Regions from separate parts of the Gossypium hirsutum genome. Here region 2 is linked to region 1. Evidence: chromatin contacts called from public Hi-C data. All regions are on one chromosome and are shown on one strand. Each heading gives the region's core, a stretch centred on a gene start, on an enhancer-like site or on the middle of the called end of the contact. The rest is flanking DNA. Distances are from core to core; before and after follow the strand shown.

The links. A called contact is a pair of places that touch in the nucleus more often than the background predicts.
Region 2: a Hi-C map of leaf shows a contact between it and region 1, with 2.8 times the contacts expected there. The contact joins the promoter of LOC107931946 here to the promoter of LOC107931931 in region 1. A contact is called at or near these places in 2 of 34 Hi-C or Micro-C datasets (both in leaf).

Annotation. Positions count from the first base shown.
Region 1 is chrA12:104,816,537-104,819,741 of Gossypium_hirsutum_v2.1, forward strand. LOC107931931 reads right to left here and starts at 1,495. Exons shown (of 7, transcript XM_041083564.1): 1 at 1,338-1,495; 2 at 332-577; 3 at 89-153. The coding sequence starts at 518.
Region 2 is chrA12:104,957,145-104,960,349 of Gossypium_hirsutum_v2.1, forward strand. It overlaps LOC107931946 (V-type proton ATPase subunit E-like), which reads right to left and starts at 1,767. Exons shown (of 8, transcript XR_005906515.1): 1 at 1,676-1,767; 2 at 1,465-1,579; 3 at 1,258-1,358; 4 at 798-954; 5 at 469-662; 6 at 76-175.

The DNA.
Region 1 (3,205 bases), core at 245-2,744:
ATTGTTGCAAATTTTGTACCAAAGAAAGAACAAATGGTACTCAGAAAATGCATTGAATTTTATCATAAAAGCAGCTTAATAAACTCACATCTATGTGTTGACCCTTCTCCTCATTAGTAAGAAATCTAGTCTTATTCTTTGCATGACCATCACCTGCAGATGACATAATTGAACTTAGGTGTATTTGGCAGCTGTAAGACATGAAAAATGCATGTGACATGATCAAGAATGAGAATAATTAACCTACTTTAAAGAACATATATGTATATATGATCTGCATGGAAATGAAAATATACTTCATTCTCAACAAAAGATAAAAGGGCTTCTTTACATTTAGCCTGCCTGTTAGCACGCTTCTTATCGGAAATGAGCTTCCCATGTGAATGTGCTTGGCGAAAATCGAAGAAGTGAATTAACCCCCAGGCACATCCTGACTTGTACTTTTCATAGATTGCAGGGCTTTTAGGTGACAGCAAAGGGCTCTTAAGCACTGGGCTCCTAGGCAATCTCCTATCCATTTTGGGTGCTAACAGTGAGGCATTTTTATGTGTTTATTCAGAAATCTAAGCATAAGAACCTGGAAAAAAAAATCAAGTGAAGTTGTCAGTCAAATATTGCACATGACATCACCAAGAAAAAAACGACAAGACATTTGAATTTGAATGTTTTGCTAAGGTAAATCTACTTGAATGTGATGTAATCTTCATCATCTCATACTCATAACCCAGCAAAAGACCCTGAGTGAAGCAACCATGAGACTCACTGGCAATTAAATTAGAGGATAATGAAAATAAAAGTAGAACATCCAAAGCCATTTAAGATCCCAGAAAATGAAAATGGGGAAAGTAAAAATCTGCTAAACAGATAAATACTCAGAACCAGAGAGAGAGAGAGAATCAATCAGCATTGTTTCAAATATAGTAAAAACTATATCATTCTCTTCATGTTTGAACCAAAAGAAAAAGAAAAACCCATTCCATGCATTATTCATCATCTCCAAAAGTCAAATCAAAACCCAAACAAAGAAAAGAAAAAGAAAACTTAGTATCTTCATCTACCACATGAGCACTTGCCAGTTCTTATTATAGTGCTATTCTGGCACTGAGTTCATAATCACGAGTCAATGTAGCATTAAAGACAAACCATAGAATAGAAGAAAAAAAGGGAGAGTTAACTCAAAGCCGTAAAGGAGAGGGAACAAATAAATTAAAATAAAAAATTTGTGGGAAACCTGGTTCAAGGATGAAGAAACAAGAATGGCCGAGAGTTTAATATGACATTGACAAGTAATACAGTAATAAGGTTTGGAGATAGAGAGAGATGTATGAAATATTTACAAACACACGGTAATGGGGTAAAGTTTTTATAAACTTTGAAATGAAGCAAAATCTTTGAATCCTTTGTCTTCTTTATCGCTCTGCCTCTCTTTTTCTTCTCTCTCTGCAATTAAATCTTTCAACCATCATCACTGCTTGTTTCCCACATATTGCATGGTTGGATTTAAAAATTAAAAATTTACTTTCTTTTTATATTTTACAAATTTGTTTTTGGCTTAAAAGGAAATAATTTATTTATTTTTGTCAATATTATTTTTTTTAATTTTAAAATATGAGTTAATATTTAATGAATTGTAATTGAAAAATATTTCATTAGTATATTTATCTGTTTAGATATTATTATTGTATTAAACTTTTGAAAAGATTATATCTTACCGTCAAACCTTAAAAATTCTTACAAATCGTAGCATAAATGCAACAACTTGTCTTTGATAATAATATTATTTAGTACATTATCGGGTGTCATATTATCCTATCTGACTCATTTAATTGAAATATAATATTTTGTTATTTGATTAACGGAAGCAACATTATTTTAATGCATGTTTTACTATTTTGTTCTTAACTATGAACAAAATCAATACAATAATGATATACAAAATGTTAAAATAATGAAAAACTTGCTTATAATAAATTAAAAATTAATATAATATTATGCTAAAAATACTAATATAATATAAATATATAATTAACGGAATAACACAATTCGAATTTTAGAGATAATATTATTGAGAAGAGGCCGTCATAAATCTTCAAAAGACTTAATATTTATAGATAGTAAAATAACATGGAAGATACCTTAATTATAAAAATATACATAGATAAGTATTAAATTTTATCGATTAATAACAATTAAGGTTGTCGTGATCCTACTTGATTAGGTTGCAAATAAAATGAGCTTATATCTTAAACATATATAAATTCTAGCTTTTCCTTGGATCTTTTTACAACTATAATTCATATTGGTCAATAAATGTTAAAATTAAAATTGTATTTTATGATTAAAGTAAAATATGTAAGAGATTGCATATATTCATTACAATATACAAAATGAATTCGTTATTATTATTTTTATTTGATAAAACATTTTTTTTAAAAAAGCATAAAAATATGCATATCATTCTTTCTGAGCCTTATGTTATTTAAGAAATAGATGGTAATTCGATTACTAAAATAGTGGGAATATAAAATTATTGACTTAAAAATAATATTCAAAATCCAAATGGAAAATTTCATTCGAAAATTTTTAAATTTTAAATTTAGCTCCTAATTTAGTCATTTTATTTTTTAATTCAATGACATCTTTTAAATTAAATTATATGGTAGCTTTAAAGTGGTTTTCGTATGAAAGCTGTGTAAGAAAAATACATATTAACTTTCACCCCGCTCCTTTAAAACAATATTGATGAATATTACAATCCGAGAATCAAAAAAAAAAAAAAAACCTCACAATGAGATTTAATATTTTTTATTTGTTTATTTGGCCTTCAACGTATATAATATTAGTTACGAGTTTTTTTTTAATTATCACTTAATTTAATTTAACGAAAGTTCTTTAATGATATTATCCACCAGACATTAATTACTAAATTAATGGAAAAACTAAATTCCTGAATTTTAAAAAAAATATACGAAAAAATATAAGGACTAAGAGAATAATAATTTGAATTTAAAAAGTTAAAATGGTAAGGTTTTTTTTTTTTTGACAATCTATAATCGGTTGATAAAATGAGAAGTAATTTTGATGGTAGGAGTTAATGAGATTTTGACCGTAAAAGTATAACAAGATCTTTGGAAATATATTATATTTTATCTTATTTATTAAAAAAATAAATAAGTTAATTTTTATACATTAGTTCAAAGAGAAA
Region 2 (3,205 bases), core at 517-3,016, 140 kb after region 1:
AGAATTATTGTGTAACTATGCAAAACAAGGTAGAACTAAGCAAAATGCATCCCAAAAAAATACTACCAAACGCACCTCTGGAAGTTTTTTATTGAATGCAACATCCAATCGTGCATCCAAGGTGTTCTCACACACAATCTTTCCATCTCGAGATGCTATCACAACACCTCCTGAGCTGCAAACCAGGGGAAAAAGGGATCAGTATTAAAGTTTTATCGGTTTACTTCTTTTCTTTTTCCTTCTCATTTCAGGTAGGGGAAGGGCAGAGGGTAACATCAAGGGGAGGTTGGTAAGATAAAAAAAGAAAAGAAAAGTAAAGCACAACTAAGCAATATTTCATACAACTACTAGAATCATAATACTCAACACTTAATTACTTCCTCGAGACAAACATTCACGTCCCTAAGGATCAATCCTCACAATCGGTAACATGTACTCTCGCATTTTCATAGAATTAATCATGCATACCAGAAAGGGCCATGAGCATTGTGATGAGAAGGTGCAGAAGGAAGATGGACATTGTCAATGAATATCTCTGGAGGATGAACATTCACTTTGGAAGCATATTCTTCTTTTGCTGAATCCAGGACAGACTCCACCAAGGGCACATCATCTTTGCGACAGCGCAGTAAGACAGCAGGCTCTTTCAGCCTGACCAAACTCTGCAATAAACAACATACTTTCAGCATTCAACTGTACATGAAAATCATTCAATTCAAGAACTCCCAAGATTTTATCTAATGCTGCAATTTTGAAATATTTGCAAAAATGGTTTTATAATCTTGCCATTCACTGACCTGAACAATTACATCTTTCAAAAGCGTTCTGTACACATGGTGATCACGGCTCACGTTCAGAAGTTCCTTGGCTGCCGATTCTTTCATTTCATTAACCACATCATCTTGAGCTTGAAGGACCTTAATCCTAGATGCATTAAGCTGCATCGAATACTCACTGCAGCAACAGAATAAATCTTACTCTTATTTGTATCCTTCTATTATCCTACGTGTCAATTTTGCATCAAAACAAAAACTAAATTCTCTTGGCTGTCACATTAACTATCATTGTGAGCATCAACTTCTTCAATTTACTAGCTTCACCCAAATCACATTATAGTTTCAGATTACAAATTAAACCAGAGCCATCTCCGAATCTGACTACTTCTCAATTACTAATGTAAATCTCAGCTTGACTATAGAAATCCAGTATGATAAATCAGTTGAACTAAGCAGAATATTTAAAAAAAGATCAACTTACATTTTCTTTCGAACTTCGACTTGCTTCTCCTTTTTCTCGTACTCTTGCCTGATCTTCTTCTTCTCTGCCTCCACCAACTGGAGCTTCTCGATGTTGAATTCCTAAAACACCAATCGATTCACCATCAATTCATCGGAACATCCAAAATTCACAAAATTATAAGCCAGAAAGGGGGAAAAGAGAGAAAACGAATGAAAATTGAAATACCTCTTCCGCTGAAACAGAGATCTCGTTAGCCTTCTCCTCTGCTTCTTGGCGGATGAATCTCACCATCTGCTGGATCTGCCTGGAAACATCTCCGTCGTTCATTTTCGCGGGGATCCTGATTTGATCAGAAAATATTGTAGAATAAGATATTTTTATCTGATTCTCGATCAGAAAAGATTAAAAAAAAATGAAAGCGAACAGTGAAGGTAACCAGTTTTTATACGTGCTTCCCAGAGGTGTATGGTGAATGGCCGTTTGCTTAATTATTCACTTTTTAAGAGAAAAAAAGGGTCCCATTTATTTATGAACTACTATTATTTTGTAGTTATCCTCATAATGACGTGGGACATTTTCTGAGCGTACGATTTTCGAGAGTATCAAATTATCAACCTTCCGGTTATCGCCTAGTGTTTAGATTTTATTATATTTATATACTTATTAAATTATTTATACACAATTTTGTATTATTCAAATAAAATATTATTTGGTCTCAAATTTTAAATTTTTTGTGGTGATTGTGACACGGGTGACTCTAATGTGAAAAATTAAGACCAATTTTTTTTAATGGTTAATTGTTAAAGTTAACGATTAAAGAATTTTTTTTAAATATTTAATTAAGTGTAAAAAAAATTAAGGGCTTAATTGTTCTTTTTTAAATGCTTGTGTTTTTTTGATACATTTTGAAAGATTAAGTGTAAAAAAATAGGGGCTTAATTGATTTTTTTAAAAAAATTTGAGATTTTTTAAATGTATTTTAAAAGTTTAAATATCCAATTGAATGAAAAAAAAGATTTAATTATTTTTAAAAAAAAATTAAAAGCTTAAATACAACAAAAGTAATATAATTACAAATTCAAATAACTACAAATAGAATCAAATTATTATAATAACAGATTAAATGGATTAAAACTCACACGCATTACGAAACTCAAAAACCTTCATATTATTATATATATAATTGTGCATAACAAACCTCTACTATTTATCAATTAATTTAAAGGAAGTACCGTAAAAAGGTAAACTCACAACCGATCTGAACCGTTAGATGTATAACGACTTGATGGGTCTATTTTTAAAACGGGACGAAGCTTAAAATCAAACCCACTAAAATGGATCGCAGGCCTAGAATTTGATCGTTTAGATGATGATTTTGTATCTTTAATAAAAAAAGGGTTCTCTCTCCATCTGGTCCATTCTTATCTCGTAAAAACCAACCAAAATTAATATGAACCAAGGCCCACTTTTGTAGGTCTACCATCACAAATTGACTATCATATATGATATTTACACATGGCATGTAAGGCACCCTCCTGTGTTTTCCAATCATTAGTCCTTTTAATATTATTATTAACATCCAACAAAAAGCACACTTTTTATTATTAATAATAATAAACTACAGGTCAACAATGTGTTCATTGTATGTGTAGAATAATTGTTTAATTTGATTAAAATTGTTTAGTTCAACACTTGATTATAACATATAATGTATGGGAGAAATATATAAATTATCATAAATAGCAAAGAAAGGGGAAAAAAAAAGGGGGCTAAGAAAGGAGTGCTATATGAATACAAGTCACATGTTATCCATAAGTAAAGTTTGGTATTATATGCATGTATGTGTATATAATAATTGTTTGGGGTGAGGGTGGGGGTGGGGTGGGGGTGGGGGTGGGGGTGGAGTGAAGAAAGGCCCAATGAATAAGAAGAATTGAAAGGGAGGGCAAAGGACAATGACACAAGT